Linked DNA regions of Zea mays: all the other regions are linked to region 3. A link is a contact called in public Hi-C data. All regions are on one chromosome and are shown on one strand. The core of a region is the stretch at or near the end of the contact, and the rest is flanking DNA. Distances in the headings are between cores, read along the strand shown.

Region 1 (2,969 bases), core at 179-2,678, 210 kb before region 3:
CCCCCATTTTCAACTCTTATTATTGATGAACCTCTTTACACTCAAGGTTGACATGTTGCTTCCTTTTTTCCTTTATTGCTTATGCCTCTAGTCTCTTCCACCTTAAGATGTGCCCTAGTTTTTTAACATATGTTTAACTCTATTGTATCAATTCACTAGCAAAATTTGTTTTCCCCTTTTTTCTCACTTTGGCTTACAATGCCCATAAGGATGTAGTTTGCCTCTATTGTGCCATTGCTATTCCTCTCTTTGTATCCATTTTATGCCCATATTGTATTGTGAACCTGACAATATCCAATGGGTGTGTGCTTCAATAAGAACAACATCCCACCAGTGGACACACATCAATATCATGCATCCTAGCATGACACCTTGCCACCCTGCCATCCAACCATCGTACATAGTCAAGCTCTTTGATCGTGGTTGACGTGACACATCTATCCTTTGTCCTTGTTTTCCTCTACCACCAAATGGTTGTCGTGGCACTAACCTTCCCCTTCATGTCTATATCTACCATCGACCAACCATTTTTGTTTCTATGCTTGGTCAACGTGCCACCACATTATCTCTATAGTTTACTTTTGTTGCTACACCACCTGCCTAATCGGCGTGCCACCATGTATGGTTGTTTGTCCACATTTGTCGTACCTGCTCATCACTGAAGTGTAACTGTCCACTTCGACCCTTGTGACTATGCATCGTCTTACTAACAAGATATAATATTGATAATACTTTACTGCATTCATGCATATCTTGATTGATGCCATATCTCTGCGACACTGCCTCTTTATGTCCCTGCCTTTACGCCACCTTGCATCACACACTATTCTTACTTCAAGAACAAGACATACAATGTTAAAAAGAATCATCCCTCTATTTCAAATTATAAGATGTTTTGTTGTTTCTAGATTCAGTCTTTGTCGTGTTTTTAGATATATACTATGTATAAATACGTAATAAATACAATGTGTCCATGAAAGACAAAATCTCTTATAATTTAAATCAGAGTACTTTATTACATACGTGCATCAACTAATTGCCACCATATGATTGCCCCTAAAGTAATTTTGCCTTTATTTGTTTAAGCCTCTCCATGCAATCTTGCATATATTCGAACACTTAAAAGTTAATTCTTGCTTCCCTGCCACGTACTATGAAACTTGAGGCAGCATCACTAGGTTTACTGCCCCAACTACTCCAATAGTTGTTGGAAGATAGGATATATACCTTCATACATGCAGGAGACACACATATGGCTGGCTGCCTATGCATTAAATAAAGGTTTTCCTATGGGCACACAGTAATGGGCAAGCACATCTACGTTTTTCCATACAAGTCCTTCTAGATCAACGAAACCGCATACCGAAGTCCCCAGCCCGGGCCTTTAAATGCGGGGTCACGCATGGAGGCCGGAGCACAGAGCGCCACGAGGCGAGCAGTCGAGTGTTCCCTAGAGTCCCCGTTCCTCCGCCGCCGCCTGCAACCGCTTCACGTGCCCTGATCCATCGCAGGTCCCCTTTCTGACCCCAAATGGAGCCGAAGAAGTCCTCTGCTCAGCACCAGCCCCACGCCATGGAACCCAAGAAGTCCTCTCCACGCGGCGCCGGGGCCGTCGCCGCCACCGCCACTGAAGCCGAGTCCCCGTTGAGCAGCTTGTTCTACCCGCCGGCGCCCGCGGTACGTTTCTTGACGCCCCTCTCATGTTCGATGCTATGTCTCGTTGTGAGGCTCGAGCTCGACGTGGAATTTTTTTCTTTGACTTTATTGTTTACGATGATGCAGATGGGTTTCTTCGCGTACAGGCGCGTTCCTAGTTGTATACCATAGTTTTCCCTTTTCCATTTTTGTTAAGTTTGGTGTGTTTCGAATGTGGATACGCTCCTTTTTCATAAGTATGTGCTATTATCGTAGAGTAGCGTTTCTAAACACGATTATAGAGGATTATTTTAGAGTGATGGTGATATGAAATCCCTAAAAAGGTTTATTTCAAAACATTTCTTTGTTGTTGGTATATATTAGTGAAAATCTTTCTTCTTTTTTCCCTTTCGTTTTCAAGGCAAATGGGAAAGATCAGGAGTTGTACAGCATTATTTACAAAGGGCAGAGCGGGAGCGCACAAGCTGGCGCGACAGGTAGTTGTGGAATTACCCTGTTCCGTCTTATTACTGTGTTATCCTATATGCTATTAGGAGGAACTGTTGTGCTAATAAAACCGAAGAGCCTTTGTATCAAGAGAATAATTACATTCCCAGAGTTTTTGTTTTAAATTACACTCCCAGATGAATCTTGGGAATCATGTAGGATATAGTTGCCATTTGTTTAGATGATAGATACAGCGTGGGTATTGTTTTGTCGACTCATAAATACTTTTGACCTCCAACTCTTAGTCTCCATGACTTTGGATTGTTTATTATCTGGGGTGATCATTTTACTTGGTTAGTTTAGAAGCATTGAGGGTATGATACAGCTGAAAATTAACTGAACACTGATTTAATATTTTGATCTCAACTGAACAAAGATTAATTTGATGTCCAGATGGTAAACCGCAATGGGCTCCTTCCAAAAGTCATACCGCGTACGCAAAGGACGGTAAACATTCACCACCTTATGATACGTCATGTTTTGGGTCATCTGTGCATTATGGTGGTCGAGATTATTTCTACGGCAGCTCTACAACCAAGAAAGCGACAGAATCCTCCACTGACGTAAGAATTACTGAACCTAGAAATAGAACTCTTGTAATTTGTAGTTCAAAGTTTTTTAGATCATCATGAATTTACTCTACACTCCTGCAAGGTTTTGAATTTAACGTGTGTGTGTGTTTTCAGTACAAAGGGGACAAGAAAGATCCAGTCGCAGATTCTCATGGCGACTGGTGGCAAGGTATATCATTATTTTAATATTGAAACAGATACCGTAACTATCTGTTCAAGCTTCTGATCGTTAACTCTGCATTTTTTTTTATTTTG
Region 2 (3,223 bases), core at 529-3,028, 140 kb before region 3:
CTGAAGTTCCCCTGCTCCCTGAAAACTTTTAGTCTGCTTCAGAGTTTCAGGCGGCTTCAGTGTGTCAGTTTATCTGGACCCAAGTTTCGTCCCAATTTTTCGTCTCCTGCAGCATGACGTGCATGGTTTAAAAAAAAACAGTAACAGAACATAGCACAGCGTGGATTTTCAGTGTCTGATTCCAATTTTTTACAGCAACAATTTGAAATTCATAGAGTGACTAGTGCAAATATGTGCATCTTTTACAACGTGTTTGGTTGTAGGGTTGAGTACGTTCAGCATACACTCGTCATACTTGTCTGGCGAAATTGGAGGAACCGACCCAACCTGCAGATTTGGTATGTTGCTGAACGTGTTTGTGACGGACGAGTTGGCTCCACTACGTTAACCAAACAGTTCCAGCAGCTTCGGTGTTTGAATCGGATTATTTCAGACCGGTCATCTTGCAAACCAAACACGCTATTAGTGTTCTGATATCTGTTCCTATCTAATCGCATATAGCACTCCCCATAACTAAGAAGGAAACCAGCTATCAGTAGCAGTACTTCATGAGCTTGCAGATCTGTAGGCAGAAAAGAGGGGAAGAAAACTTAGACCAGAAGCAGAATCATCCTTTGTTAATGGTTTAGTCATGCTGTCCAGTGACATTCTCCTGTAGTGTAGTGATACAAGCTGGGCAGTTTATCTGCCAGCCTTTCACTTCACACTAAAAAAAAAGAGTCCAGTTGCAACTAGAGAAAGTAAGGTGCTAACAGCTGAAACTGAAAGTAAGGTGCAACAATAGATCGGATTTATTGTTTGGGTTGTTTGGGTTTGCCTAGGTTAATTGCAGATTCATATTTCTGGAAATTAGAGGCCAGCCACTACTTTTGACTTGACGACAGTCACAGGGCATGATGCATCAGACAGCACATAAATTCGTCCAGCAGAGTAAAAACAATAAGGAAAAGCTAGATATATGCAGGTGATACGCATGCTGTATCATTTCGTCGGCACACTGGAAGTTCGAGCCGTATATGACTGGACTGCGTTTCGTGTCCGATGATGGATCATGAGCGACGCTTTGCGTGTGGTGATTCTCAGAACGTCGAGCATGTCGCGAGCCTTGAATGGTTGTTTTGTTTCAGGGAGAACTGCTAATGCTGTTGCTACAGCGGGCGTACCTTACCTTTGGATCTGGCCGAGGCCACGGCTAGCCATGACGAGCGACTCGAGATGGAGCTCCTCCCGTCCTCCGTCGCGTCGCACACCTTCTCCCTCTGGTCACCCCAGCACACGTTGATCGCCACGCACAGCTGTATGCGTCCAGCATGGTGCGTCCAGCATGGTGCGTGCAGCACAAACGCGGCATCAGTATTACCATCTAGACGCAGCTTGCCTTGCATCGAACAGCAACAGAACAGCACCGCCGATGATGAACAAGGCATGGTGAACCGGTGGCGCCGATAAGAAGCGCACCTCTTTCTGCCGGGCCACGGCGTTGAGCATGTAGAACACCTCGGGATCGGACGCCCATGACAGCTTAGCGATCCGGTGCGGGACCAGACGACGTTCTTCGCCTCCTCGCGGCCGTGGCCGTGGTGCCGGCTGCCGGATATGGAGGTGCACGAGCGGGTCGCCGTTGCGGACGGTCCAATTCCTCCTAATCGCGGTCTCGTCGTCCGCTAGATTTCCGTTCGCTTTCACTCCGGTTTGCTTTGGCATCGATCTCCCGTGACAAGCTTGTGGTTTCATGGGTTGCGTGCGCCCGGCCGCTGCTCGCCACTTGCCCTTGTGATGAGCGAGACGAGAGACGCGCGGCGCTGTCACCGTGTCACGACTAGTGCTGCAACTTGGGCCGTGCCGTGCCGGCCCGGCACGAGCCCGTCGTGCTTCGAGCCTCAGTTAGTCGGGCCTAGCAAGCACGAAATAAAATTGGGTCGTGCCTTACCGGGCCTAGTGAGTAAAAATAAGGCCCAGCACGGCCCTAAAACACGACGGGCTTCCGTCGGGCCGTGCTGGCCCAGGCACGGCACGTATCGGCCTCTGCATCTCGGTCGCCGTCGGGCTGCTGCGTCTTTGGCCTTCCCCTCCTTTTTCTCTACTGCTTTCGCTCGCTTTTGAGCTGTGCGCGCCTCTGCCTGTCTGGCCAGTGGCCACAGCCAACCACATGCACGCAAGGACGCCACGCCGCAGGCTTTTGCATGCCCCCGGCCCCCGCGCGTGGAAATTCAAATGCGCTGAGACAGAAAAGATCCTGTTTTAGAGACAGAAAAGTTTGGGCCGCGCGTGGAAATCGGCCTTTTGCATCCTCCCTGTAGCACGCCGCTGCTGGGACAGAGCATAATCGAGCGCAGGAGGGATAGAGCGCAGTGCCGGGCTGGCCAATAAAAATCGTGCCGGGCTGGCCCGAGCACAGCCCACGAAGGCGTGCCGGGCTACTTGGGCCGTAGGGCCACAAGCCGAAGCACGGCCCGGTCCGTCTAACGTGCCGTGCTAGCCCGTTTTTTTCTAATTCGTGCTGGGCCGGGCTACGTGCCTTATATTTCGTGTCGGGCTCGTGCTGGCCCAGTAAGCACGACCCAAACTTGCAGAACTAGTCACGACGAGTGGCGCGCGATCGAACGCCTACTGGCGGACTGGCTTGTCCAGTTGTCCTGCCGGCTGCCGCGCCGCGCACAGGCAAATCAAGGACGAAGGGTGGGTTACTGGGTTCGCGTCGCGTCCACGGCCACGTGCACTTCGATTGGGCCCGGCCCATAGGCCTTAATGGCCCAAGAGCCGCTTCGGCATGTTTGTAAGTGTTGAGAACTACGTTACCACGGATCACCGGATTCGCTCCCTTCCCTCCCGTCAGCAGTAGAGGCGCGAGAAGTTATGGAAGACCCGTCTCCCTTCCCATAAGCACGACAGAGGAACACAAAAGACACATGATATAGGGTTGGGCCTCTGGCCTCTTTCTGATCTCTCTATCTTATGAGGTGGTGTACAAATTCCTTATATAGAGATGTGAGGCCCCTCAGAGGCAAAGCAGGTATTTGTCCACATAACCCTAACTAGGGTTACTTAACACTCCCCCTTGGACGAATACCATGACCAACACATGCCTCGTTAAAACTCCGAAAAACTCAGTGGGAAAAAATATGGAGAAAGAGTGCATGGTGATACAAATTGCATTTGCACTTTGTTGCCTCGTTAAAAACCTCATGTGAGAAACTTCAAGAAAACTCACCAAGGGAAAAAG
Region 3 (3,127 bases), core at 159-2,658:
GTCGACGGATTCACGGTTTTTTTTTTCTCCGAGCAAGAATGGCCTTGTGCATCACCACAGCGTAGTGGACGGCTGCGTTCCGCGGATAAAACGTGTGCCTGCAAACTGGCCCTGGACAAAGGCTTTCTAGGTGACGTTAATGAGCTTTTTCAAAGCTTATATTCACTTGTAGAAGGATATTGTTTACTCCGTATATATCTATAGTTTTCAGCTCGAACTAGAGACGTAGAGGAGAAGAAATCACATTTCGCCTTGCAAAGTCCGAACTGACAACATTTCTGCGGGCTTTCCGTGGTACCGTGCGGCCGTACACTTTGATTAGTGCATTGGATCATTGGATGGATGAAGATTGACTAAACACCATCATGTGTAACGGGAGTTTGTCCCACACCGTAGAAGTCACCTACCACCAAGCAAAGACAATATAGTATTCGAGTGTCGAAATATATATACAAGGTTAGTTTGAGATTTTCATTTTTCCAAGAAAGTTAGTTTATTTTCTCTTAGAAAAATATAAATCCTTTGGAAAAATGAAGTTAGCACTAAAGAAGTAAAAGCACATCTGCTCGTATGCTAAAACTCTCAAAATACGACATAAAAACTACTCTATTTAATTTAGATTCATAAGGCATAGCTTTTAATAAGAATAAGAATATAATCAACACGAGCAACAAAAATCTCTCGTGTATACTAATGTAAACTAAACAAACAGGTAAGGAACACAAAATTCTGGTGAATGACTGTTTCTCTGGATGAGTGGAATGATCAGAGACTAGACGAATGCAATGGACCAAATGGTGCGCGTTGATCAAAGCTCGGTCTGAACATCTGAAATTCGTTTTTAGCTCGGGAGAAAAGCAACATGTCTACATGGTCACATCTTTTTTTTTCTTTTTCTTTCCGAGCTGTACATGTCAACATCTAGTGTTCTGTAAGGCCGCGGGTCCCCAACATGTACGCTGTCGACGCTGGGCACCGTACATCTACCTTTCCCCGAATCTCTGGCCCAACCTATACCGAATTAATTAGCAAAGCACAGACACCAATTGCAATTTTGTTGCTCTCATCAGTCATGATGGAGACTGGATGAAGAACACGATCTGCCGAACAAAAAGGGGAGGGATCATGGATCAGCCAACGCGACGCGGCATGCCAGATGCATAAAAAGGGCAGTGATGGGCGCACATGGAGGCCAGGCCACAGCCCGGCAGATCGCCCAGTCCACCGGCTCCTGCAGGCTGCAGTCCTGCTCCTCCCCTACCCTCGGAATCAACGCGAGAGCAACCGCCCCTATCGAACTGGCCGGCTGACTAGGAGCGAGCCCACTGCTTTTTTACGAAAACGCCCACACCCCCGGCTCCTTTTCTCCCGAACGGCCGAACCCGAACCCACCCTCACTCTCCGATTCAAACCGTCGCCGCCGTCGCCGAGAGAGTTGTGACTCCCCCAGCGGCGGCCTGCGACCACCCGTTCCCCAGTCGTCTCTTCTCTCCAGACCGCATTTGCGCCCGTCCCGTCCCCTCCCCTCTCCCTCGGCGAGGTCCGAGAGCAGAGCTGCCTCGGGAGGGTCGTAGTCCAGTCCACCCGTCCGCTGCGGCGGCGGTTACGAGGCGGGGAATTCCGGCGCGGGTTGCCGCGATCCCCGCAGTGATGTGCGGATCGGGTCATGGGTGTGACCCAGCCGGGAAGTAGTGGAGGCTGCTGGAGGACTAGGGCCGGGACTGGGAGCTGCGGCCACGACGATGTACGTCGCCCGGGAGTCTACCAAGGTCTCGATTCGCTGCGCTCGTCCCCGGATGCTTGCTGGGTATCGCTCGCGGAGTTTTTCTGATCAGTGTATGCCTCTGCACAGCTGTGGAGGAGGGTGTGCGCGGAGACGACAGCGGAGCTGCAGCTTCTGTTCGAGAAGTGGCAATTGCTCCTTGCAGGGTTGGTGTTTCAGGTGAGCTTCCCGATCGATCTCGTTTGCTTTGTGGCTCCTGCGTGCATAACCTTGTGATGTTATTTAGCGCTTCTGTTTACCGGGTGGCGACACTTTTTGACTTGCAGATGGCTCAGACCCCTGTGTCTTTTTAATTTTTTTCAGTTGGCTGTCTTATTAAACTTAGTGCTTAATTTGGGGGCTGTCTCCAATCTAACCACGATTACTCTCCAGGGTGTGGTCAATTGAAACGGGAATACCTCTCTTCAGTTTATGCTAAGCTTAGCGATTGAATAAACGTTTTCTCGAGGTCATTAAGTGCTTCTTAATTTGTAGGCATGTCGGGTTGTTGTTGACAAGGGTTGAGGGTGTATATCCTGTGAAATAGGTTCTGTGATGTGCCATTTGTGTATGCATTGATCTTCTGATATAACCATGTCTTTTCGAGATGCATTATTTTTACTATGCACCTAGATATATGCTATGTGTAAATATATAGTAAAATCAATTTGTCTAGAAAAGCCAAACCGTCGTATAATTTTGAACGGATGGAGTATTTTGCATTATGTGCACGATATTTGAGAATTCACATGGGTGGTACAAGCATGGGGCTAGCTCTTTATCCGAATCTTATTCAGCTAAAAAACAATTTATCATGATACATTTTGTCTTGTGGACTGTGACCTATGCCTTATCTCATAGTTCAATTCATGGATATGTTATTGATCCCTGGAAATACTTTGTAACTTGATTTTTATATTTCTCTAGTTTTTTTTTAAAACTCTATTCGTGTCTTCAAAATACATGTGAAGAAATGTAATGCACATAACTACCTTTCTACCCAATGGCGAAGCTAGAGCATATTTGAGAAGGGCACACTTGCCTTTATGGGTGCATAAAGATTTGTTTTAGGGGTGCATATATGGTATTTTGTTTAACTAAATCTATAGACTTTGCATTTTTTGGGGGGTGACCCTAAGCATAGCTTAGCTTCGCCCCTGTTTCTACCTAGTTAGCGGGGTACCCCAATCCCAAGTCTCTTGAACCTTTTTTTTTGTTCTGCATATAAACTGGGTCTGATGACATTTTTTAGGAGTCTCTTTTGCTGTGTTTTATTGTAACAAATAACAACACCTTTCATGTAAGCTTTATAGGAAACGAAATAACAGTCCTAGACGTCAAGAGAGATAGAGCTATAGCGGATAG

The links. A called contact is a pair of places that touch in the nucleus more often than the background predicts.
Region 1: a contact with region 3 is called in a Hi-C map of tassel, with 1.8 times the contacts expected there. The contact joins the promoter of LOC100273482 here to the promoter of LOC100382910 in region 3. A contact is called at or near these places in 4 of 25 Hi-C or Micro-C datasets (ear, leaf and tassel).
Region 2: a contact with region 3 is called in a Hi-C map of leaf, with 4 times the contacts expected there. The contact joins the promoter of LOC100279064 here to the promoter of LOC100382910 in region 3. A contact is called at or near these places in 3 of 25 Hi-C or Micro-C datasets (ear, leaf and tassel).

The regions. Positions count from the first base shown.
Region 1 is chr3:184,487,930-184,490,898 of Zm-B73-REFERENCE-NAM-5.0, reverse strand. LOC100273482 reads left to right here and starts at 1,428. Exons shown (of 6, transcript NM_001320079.1): 1 at 1,428-1,677; 2 at 2,057-2,135; 3 at 2,536-2,705; 4 at 2,829-2,883. The coding sequence starts at 1,531.
Region 2 is chr3:184,418,242-184,421,464 of Zm-B73-REFERENCE-NAM-5.0, reverse strand. LOC100279064 reads right to left here and starts at 1,778. Exons shown (of 3, transcript NM_001350275.1): 1 at 1,459-1,778; 2 at 1,169-1,295; 3 at 193-562. The coding sequence starts at 1,734. The coding sequence ends at 276.
Region 3 is chr3:184,274,681-184,277,807 of Zm-B73-REFERENCE-NAM-5.0, reverse strand. It overlaps LOC100382910 (Phosphatidylinositol:ceramide inositolphosphotransferase 1), which reads left to right and starts at 1,408. Exons shown (of 12, transcript NM_001175598.1): 1 at 1,408-1,769; 2 at 1,853-1,942. The coding sequence starts at 1,743.